2 separate regions of the Dromaius novaehollandiae genome follow, and region 1 is linked to region 2. Evidence: chromatin contacts called from public Hi-C data. All regions are on one chromosome and are shown on one strand. Each heading gives the region's core, a stretch centred on a gene start, on an enhancer-like site or on the middle of the called end of the contact. The rest is flanking DNA. Distances are from core to core; before and after follow the strand shown.

Evidence for each region. Hi-C and Micro-C count contacts between places; a contact is called where the count stands out from the background.
Region 1: a Hi-C map of liver shows a contact between it and region 2, with 9 times the contacts expected there. The contact joins the enhancer-like site here to the promoter of PXDN in region 2. A contact is called at or near these places in 3 of 4 Hi-C or Micro-C datasets (brain, liver and ovary).

The regions. Positions count from the first base shown.
Region 1 is chr3:21,273,173-21,277,216 of bDroNov1.hap1, reverse strand. No RefSeq gene overlaps it. Among named protein-coding and RNA genes, the nearest start is that of TPO, 110 kb to the left of the region's middle. Within about 2 kb of position 1,761, at least 2 of the 2 cell types and tissues checked have open chromatin away from gene starts, as enhancers often do.
Region 2 is chr3:21,124,279-21,128,513 of bDroNov1.hap1, reverse strand. It overlaps PXDN (peroxidasin), which reads right to left and starts at 1,904. Exons shown (of 22, transcript XM_064508516.1): 1 at 1,515-1,904. The coding sequence starts at 1,732.

The sequences.
Region 1 (4,044 bases), core at 512-3,011, 150 kb before region 2:
GGCAGCACATAACTGTGAAAGCCAGAGCTAATTTTATGCTGAAATGATCCAAAATAGTGTATTGGAACTGTTCTGCCCATCAGCTATCTGTGCTGTTCAGTATTAGTGCTCTGGCGCTTTACTTCGTTCTTTCCAAAATAACTCTGATGAAGCCTGTTGGCAAGCACTCTCAACTCCCTCTCATGGCTATTGCATAGATGATAGCAACTTATTACTGCTATCAGTTAATCACTGAATGCAACTGGGGCTTGAAGAGGAAATGAGAACAGAGGAAAAGCTGTGTTGTGGAACCAATGAGCCACTGTGCACAGGCTAGAAGGGCTGTTTACAAGAAAAATTTTACTGTACTCCAAATTAAAAAGAAAAAAAAAACCTGCAAGATTTTAAAATACTTCACAAAGAAAAATTCATAGTTTTTGCTATCTGTAGGACTTCTGCTTGATATCCTGCAGAATAGAGAAGACTCATAATGAATGGGGAGAGACGGGGAGGAAAGGAGAGGGGAAATGGACTTCTACCCTCTCCACTGGCACAAAGCGCCTTTCCCATGCTGGGCAATCGAGTCTGCCAGCTGGCACACAAAGCCCGTATTTTCCATTCCCTGGTGACCAGTTTGGAGGACTGAAACAATGACTATTTGCTGCTTAATTTCTCACTTTACTATATCAGGTTACGTTCTCTGATGAAAAGTGATGAAAAGCTTAAGTACTTCAGCCTTCTATCAAAAGTCTCAAATTGGAAGGGCTGATGAATTTAGCCAGCATTCTCTCTGCTACTTATGATCATGAAACCAGCTCTATTGTAGAATTGTGCATAGAATAGGTATGATAAATACTCAGTTAGAAGACATTTTACTGAATGGTTAACCAACTGTTCTAGATAATCTATAGCCAGTAAGCCAGGTTTTTTTCAATCTTTGCAGCAAATATGATCCTTAAGTCCTGTAGCCCTGTCCAGTGCAAGTTGGCAGACAGTTCCTCAGGAATTGCTGGCGAATGACTCCTAGAGCGTAGCGCAGGATGGGCACACGCTCTGCCTCCCTCCCTGAGAAGTCCCAGTCATCCTCAGAGCATGCCTGCTGTAAATATCTCCAAACAGGGAAGCCCTCAGCTGGTGAAACAGAGTCAATTTTAGCTTTCTGTGCAACTCCAAAGAAGAGAGCTGAAACCTGAATGCAGTTTTACATTTTCTCCCAAATATTCACTAGTACAAAACTGACTGCACACATCATTCCTTTGCTTTCTGCCCTGATAAAGCAAACCTTGGGTGAAACTTGGCTGTCAGTTATCAATGTGGGTCTCATGCGCTTCTAATATAATTCAAAGTACAATACTATTACTACTCTGCTTTTACAACAGATTAAATGCATGTCCTACTTCTTCTGTGTCATTCCGTGTAACTGCACTCTGCCTCAGCTCCTTTTCATTGGGTCTTTCCTTAGCTTGTTATTACGTCTGACAATAGCAAAGACAGCTTTGTGTCCTCTACAGCCTCCAGCCTCTGGAGAGTTTAGGATGCTTTGGTGCAATACCCTCTCACCACCTAATCTCCTGTTATAAAGATAGCACTGGGGGGAAGGGGGGGAGGCAGGGGGCACACAGGACATGACATAGGGTTTTTCCCTCTTTCAAGTTGTTAAATTAGCAGTGTCCATGCTTCTTTATCCCAGAACAAAAACCGGAGGTTATATGAGGAGGTTTGAAAAGCATGTGGATGGCATGTACTGGATTTATTACCACTCTATAAATTCCCACAAAGGTTAGACTTGCTTTGTTTTTAATCAGCAGCAATGAAACAGCTCACAGTACACTGCAAACACAGAGCCAGCTTTTTGCTTGAGATGGTCGGAGAGGAGGGGGAAATAGAGGGGAAAAGCTCGTGAGAAACATGAATGAGTAGGTTTTGCTGACTCTTCTAACTACAGGGCTTGACAAAGTGCCTATAAGCACATTTCCCATGCTGTTAATAACAGAGTGGGAGCTTTGTTATAAGTGGATAAGTGGATATTTTGAAGCTTGTCAAATGCAGACAAGTGGGAGGAAATGGTAATCAACATCACTGAAGAGCATTATTTATTAAAAAATTTGTTTGCAGCAGAAAGAAAATCCAAACTTTTAAATTTATCTCTTAAGATAGGAATACATAAAAAATGCATTTGCTTTAATGATTGTGTTTTCAAGTTACCTCTTTTTTTATATCCATAATAGAATCTGCAAATCTCTGTAATCAAAATTGCAAACATTAACCACAAATAGTAGATTCAAATATTGTATTAGGAATACTTATTATTGATTATTATGTACAACTGTCCATTCATGATACATTGCACAAGTAAGATTACTGACCATATAAGGTTACATGATTGCAAATAATGTGAAAAAAGATAAAACCCATGAAAAAGTATCCCAGTGTGTACCTGAAAAGAGCAAAACTTTTCTTAATTACCTCTCACTTGCCCCTAAGGATATTTATTTCCCGAAAACCTGTTTTAATCATAAACTTAGTCATAAATATATTGTAGTAAAAACACCAGAAAAAAATTTAGCAAAGATAAGTTTGAATCAGTTTCCTCTCCACTATAAAATATGACTAATAAAAGTGGGACTAAAGTAATGTTTAAAAAGGATTTTAACAACTTTAGCTAGTCAAAATTTCAGGAAATATAGAATCTGAATCTGTGTGCTGGTATCATGATTGACTTCTTGCAAAAATAATAACTTTCTTTAGCTACTGAATTTTGAAGAAGGCATGAGAATCAACACTAAAACTCTGTACCTTGTGGTATCCCTAATTATATTATTTTGAGTTTCCTATAGAAGAGGCCATAAAGGCCATAAAGGCCATAAAGCACACAGTTCAGGTGCTCATTATGATTTACTGTTCCATCTCTATTAGTACTAAGTATTTTACAGTTTCACTCTACATCCACTACAATACCTTTATTTCAAGAAATTCATTCATTATTTTATTAGAAAGGTGAGAGGCTATCCATAGTTCATCCCACTCATATCAATATCTTCTGAAAATCATGCAATGACTCCTTGCTGCAGTTCCTGTTGTAACTGTTAACAAATTCTACACTATATTCTTTCTCCCTATTTGCACGAGGCCTGAAAGATGATTCTTTGCTGTTTTCAACAGAACAAAAAAACAGAAACATACTAATGCAATCTGGTGCCTGTAGTTGGAGGCCAGATGATCAAAAGAGGTTGAGATTTCAATACCAATGCAGGTCTATAGTATACCCCCCATAGGTGTACACTGGAGTTCACATAGCATTTTCCCTACAAAAGAGCCACAAAAAAGCATTATGCATTTGCTCAGTGACATTTGCCATGTGTTTCAGTATGTATTTCTCCAACCTCTTCCCACATTCCCCTCATCATATATCATCTTCCATGACACTTGTGTCATATGTGTCACTGGATTCCCACACACAAATGCAGTTGAATATTCCCAAAACAGGAACACTTTTTTCCCTTCATACTTCAAGGCAATAGATCCCAGTCCAGAGAGGCTTCTTCCAAAACTTCAGCAGACCTCACTCCTAGTAGTCTAATGAGTAAATTTTCCTTCCTACCTGTCTCCCTCACCTTCGTGATCTCAACAGTCTGTATATATGTGGAAATATATATTCATACATACATACTATTTCATCAAAAGGTCTCATTCCTTCATCTTTTCCACAGGTTCACTCTTTTTTGGCAGACACCAAACAGCAAACTACAAGCCCCAAGAGGCAATCACCATCCAGGCTATTGCTCATGGCACAATATATCTCTGACTTCAGAGTAATACCCTCATCCAAACCACAGTACCTTCTTGCAAGTGCTCACGACCCCCCCCCCCCAACCCTTCTCTTCTCCCTTAAAACATACTTCTCCATATGGTATTTTTCACCAATAAAGAGACAAGCACTTATTTTTTGACTCTAGCCAGTGAAAAGGTACACAGGGAGTCACAAATCTACCACCTATAGCCTTCAAAAAGAAGAGCAAGAGCGGTGGCTGACCAGACGTGCATAACAAGATGTGGAGAGATGGA
Region 2 (4,235 bases), core at 655-3,154:
TCCTCCCCATTCACAGCCATTCGGCAGAACTGTAGCAGAACTGCCTATTTACAGAAGTAGTATTACTGAAGTCTTTAATTTATTTATAACTGTCCCCTAGTCAGTTGGTGATTTAGCATGCCAAAAAAAAAGGAAAGAATATACTTATTACCAGACAAAAAGTGAGGCCACCATTATATTGTAAGAATGCTGATCATCCACAAGTGTGTTTTGACAATTACTGCTCTTTGTCCTGCTGAAAATAAGTTCTTAACTTCTTTTTCATTACATCCGCTGCACTGTAGCTTGCATTATACCGGAATGATAATTCACATTTGGGACACTAGTCAATTTGATATATTAGTAGGGTTAGACAAGTATAATGCTTGCATTGTTCATACATTTTCCTCTGACTCACTGCAAGATTATAAATACCCACGGTAAGGGGAGCTCCACCCTGGCTAGGTCTAATCTAACACGCTTTGCTGTTGCAGGCCCTTCTACCTCTCACATGAAACCAAGCCATTAAGACTTGACTCCATATTCTGAAGATTGCTGGGTTTTTTTTAAACATTTCAGATGATTCACAAAACTAGCTTTAGGGTTCCCTGTAATCTCAGTGCAAAAGGTGTTCTGTAAATGTACTTTGTTTCAGATGTAAGAAACATTAACCACCCACTTCCTGCATTATTCCCTAAAAAGGTTTACAAGCTCTTCAGAACTAATCACGCTCTGCCAAAAGGCTGAATGTCTTGCCAAAGAGGGACTCGGTTAACGTTAAATGACTGCGCTCTTCGCATTAAATAATACTTGGAAGCTGAAACACACCAAGGCTTTACAGATCCCCTTCGAAAATATCTGGCAAAGTCACCAGTGAAGCTGTTGCAGGAGGCCCTGCAGAAACCCCCCAGGCCAAGCCAGGCCAGGCCCCGCTCGCCTCCACGGCCGCCGCGCGGGAAGGACGCGGCTGGTGCCCAGGGCCACCACGCTCGTCCCCAGTAACGCGGAAGCCTGAGCGGCGCAGTGGGACAAACCCCGTCCCTACAGGAGCCCTTGGAAGACAACAGCACGCGACGTCTGCCCAGGTTTTTGCGCTTATCCTAAGGGCAAAACCGGGCAGAGGGGTAACCGCTCCAGTCAAGCCAATGTCAGTGAATCAGCCGCGGAGCGTGTTCAACGGGCAGTTTCACTGCCAGCGCAACCCCGCCGAAACCCGCGGAGCCCCCGCTCTGCAGGGGACGGGCCGAGCACCTCCGCTGGCCTAAGGCAGCGCCCGCCGTGCCTGCTCCCGGCCGGCCCGTCCCCGAGCCCCGCTCCGCCTCCCGCCCCAGCGCGCCTCGCCCCGCGCTCCGCGCACCGGGCCCGGCAAAGCGGCCGCGGGCAGCGGAGCGCGGCGCAGCCCTCCCGCGGCCAAACCCGCGCCACCGCCGCGCACCGCCCGCGCCGCGCAGCCCCGGCGCAGCCCCGCCAGCTCCGCGCCGCCGCGCGCAGACAAAGGCCGCCGCCCGCGCCGCCGCTGCGCGCCCCGCACTCACAGGATGGTGGTCTGGGGCGCCACGGCGGGGACGCCCTCCAGCATGAGGTGCATGCAGCGCACCGTGGTGCGGAAGCAGAGGCAGCGGCTGGGGCACCACACGCTCCCGCGCTGCGGCAGCGGCGGCGGCTGCGCGGCCGCGGGGCGGACGAGCCCCCCGCTGCAGAGCAGGAGCAGGAGGCAGAGCCCGGGGGCGGCCGCCGCTTCGCAGCGGGCCATGCTGCACGGCGGGGGGAGGAGGAGGAGGAGGAGGAGGAGGAAGAGGAGAAGGAGGAGGAGAGGAGAGGAGAGGGCTCCGCGTCGCGCCCGCTCCGCTCCCCGCGCGGCTGCCGCTGTGCTGGGCGGCGGGGCGAGCGCGTCCCCCCGCGCAGGCGGGAGGAGGGGACGGCGCTGGGCCCGCCCCGGCCGCCGGCGGGATGCGCCGCCCGCCCCGCCGCGGGGGTCCGCGACGGCTCCGCGCCCCCCGCCCCGGCTCGCTGCCCCGGCCCTGGGGGAAGGGGGAAGCCTGGCCCGAGGGTGCCCCCGGGACGACGACGTGCGCCCGAGGAGAGGAGGAAGAAGGGAAAAGAGAAAGGAACGGAGAAGGGGAGAGAAAAGAAAAGGGAAACGAGAGGAGAAGGGAAGGGGAAGGAGAGACGAGAAGAGAAAGAAGAGGGGGCGAGAAGAGAAAAAAAAGAAGTGAAGACGAGAAGGGGAGAGGAGAGAAGATCTCAGCGCCGATTCCCAAGCATTCCCCCCGCCAGCACTGCTCGCAGGCAGGTCCCGTTTGCCCCTCTGCCTCTGCTCCCCTGGGCACAGCGCACAGCCGTGCCCCCAGACTGCCCTTGCGGGAGGAAGCAAGCCCCGTACAACCAAGTCCCATTTCTACCCCGCTCTGGAAGACTCCCCCACGCTACCCCCTCTTAGTGCTGAGATACTTGCTGCTGAACCAGGAAAATCTGTTAGATTTCCTTGGAATTACATTCAGCTGACATGTTCGGGTAAGCGCGTATGCTGCCAAGGAGGTGTCAGAAGACCGCAGGAGCGTAGCTGTGCTTACAAGAATAACGTTGGGAGCCTCCGCTCCCTAGATCTCAACACTTCCTTGAAACAAGCTCTGTGGTGAGAGTACAAAATTAGATTTCCCTGAAGGTGTCTAATGTTGCCTTAAAAATATTGTCATTCCTCTATGGGGTCCGGCCCGGAGTAGATAGATACTTTTCTCCAGCCCTGGAAGAGCCATCCAAATTCTGTGGTGAAGTGCTTTGACGCTCCCAGGGGAAGACATTGGCAAATCATTTCTATCATGACAGTAACACTGATCACATCTAACCTGTTAAGCGTAGCAAAACATATTCCCTTACAAATAATAGGTGTCAGCATCTCCAGTTCCACCTCAGAAATAACCCAAGGCATTTCTATAAGGATGCCCATGTTCCTTCCTTCTTTTTGTCAAGGAAAAATGTAGAGACCATTCTTGCCTAAGTTTAACTATCTCAATTCTTACTGTGAATCTCGCTGCAAAAACTATTTGTTTTAGCATATGAGTGAGGAAGTGATTTTTTTTTTTTTTTTGAACTAAGTCAAACACCTAGTGTAGGAAATCAAAGCCCTAAAGTGTGCTATGAGTGCCAGAAATCTTCGATGGGGCCAGCGTTAGGGTCACTATAAACTGTGATAGGTTATTATCGGTAGCTTACTTTCTGCAGAAATACTCTTTGACTAAGTTTTTTCTGGGACTCTCTTCTTTAAAGTGTGATGTGACTCCTTATATCTTAAAATAGAGTTAGCTAATGGAAGCAGATACCTTTTTCTAGTCTAAAGAGTCCTGAGCCCTTTAAAATATCCCGTTTCACCTCCCAGTGAGTGGGAAGCTGGCTCACTGGCAATCTGCAGGTTGCATCTTTGTCTAGAGATAAGGAGAGCTTACTGGTACATACTAACAGTAATGAGTAACTGGTAATCAGTAGTAAAATTGCACAGTTTCTAGGGTAGTCAGAGGCTCCTGGACTCTTACAGTAAGAACAAGATACACTTCTAAATTAGTATGTCTTCTAAATTAGGTACATTTCTAAATACTTTTGCAGGGCTGAGCTTAGTCTGCTATTCCAATGGACTAAGTTGCTCAGAAGCCTGTACACCAAAACCCATCAGCTGTATTTTATACTGGAAGATACCAGTCTGAAGTAAAGAAAGGCTTGTGAGAGTTTTGCTGAAGACAGGTTAAAATGTGAATCACCTCAAAGTCGGTACAGCATGCAGTTGCTGCATGTACCACCTCCTCTGCATGTGTAACCAGTGCTTGGCTCTGCAGGTGTCTTAATCTGAAAATTAAATTTGTTTCTTTATCCAAGAAAAGCTCGCACACCTTTGACCTTTGAAGTGCAAGTGCTGGCATAAGTAAGGTCTTGTCTTGGAAATGGCACTCAGAGCAACTCTTGGCTATTGTAAATCTGTCCTCCTGCAGCATCCATACTAAAAGCAGCAGAACTGTGACAGTTTATATCATCTGGAGCTAGATAGTTAAGCACAAAAATATTAGAGCTGTCACTGAATTATGATATTCATAGGATTTGGGAAAACATGGGAGTAGTTTATTTTGTGTCGGTTTGGTACTTTAGTTATGATGACTTCTTTTTTTCAAAAAGAAAATATATTTACAATAGCTCTGAGATGTTCTTAGCATTTTTTGATTTGCCAGACTATTGTATTATGCATTGGAAATGTCTGTGCTATACATATG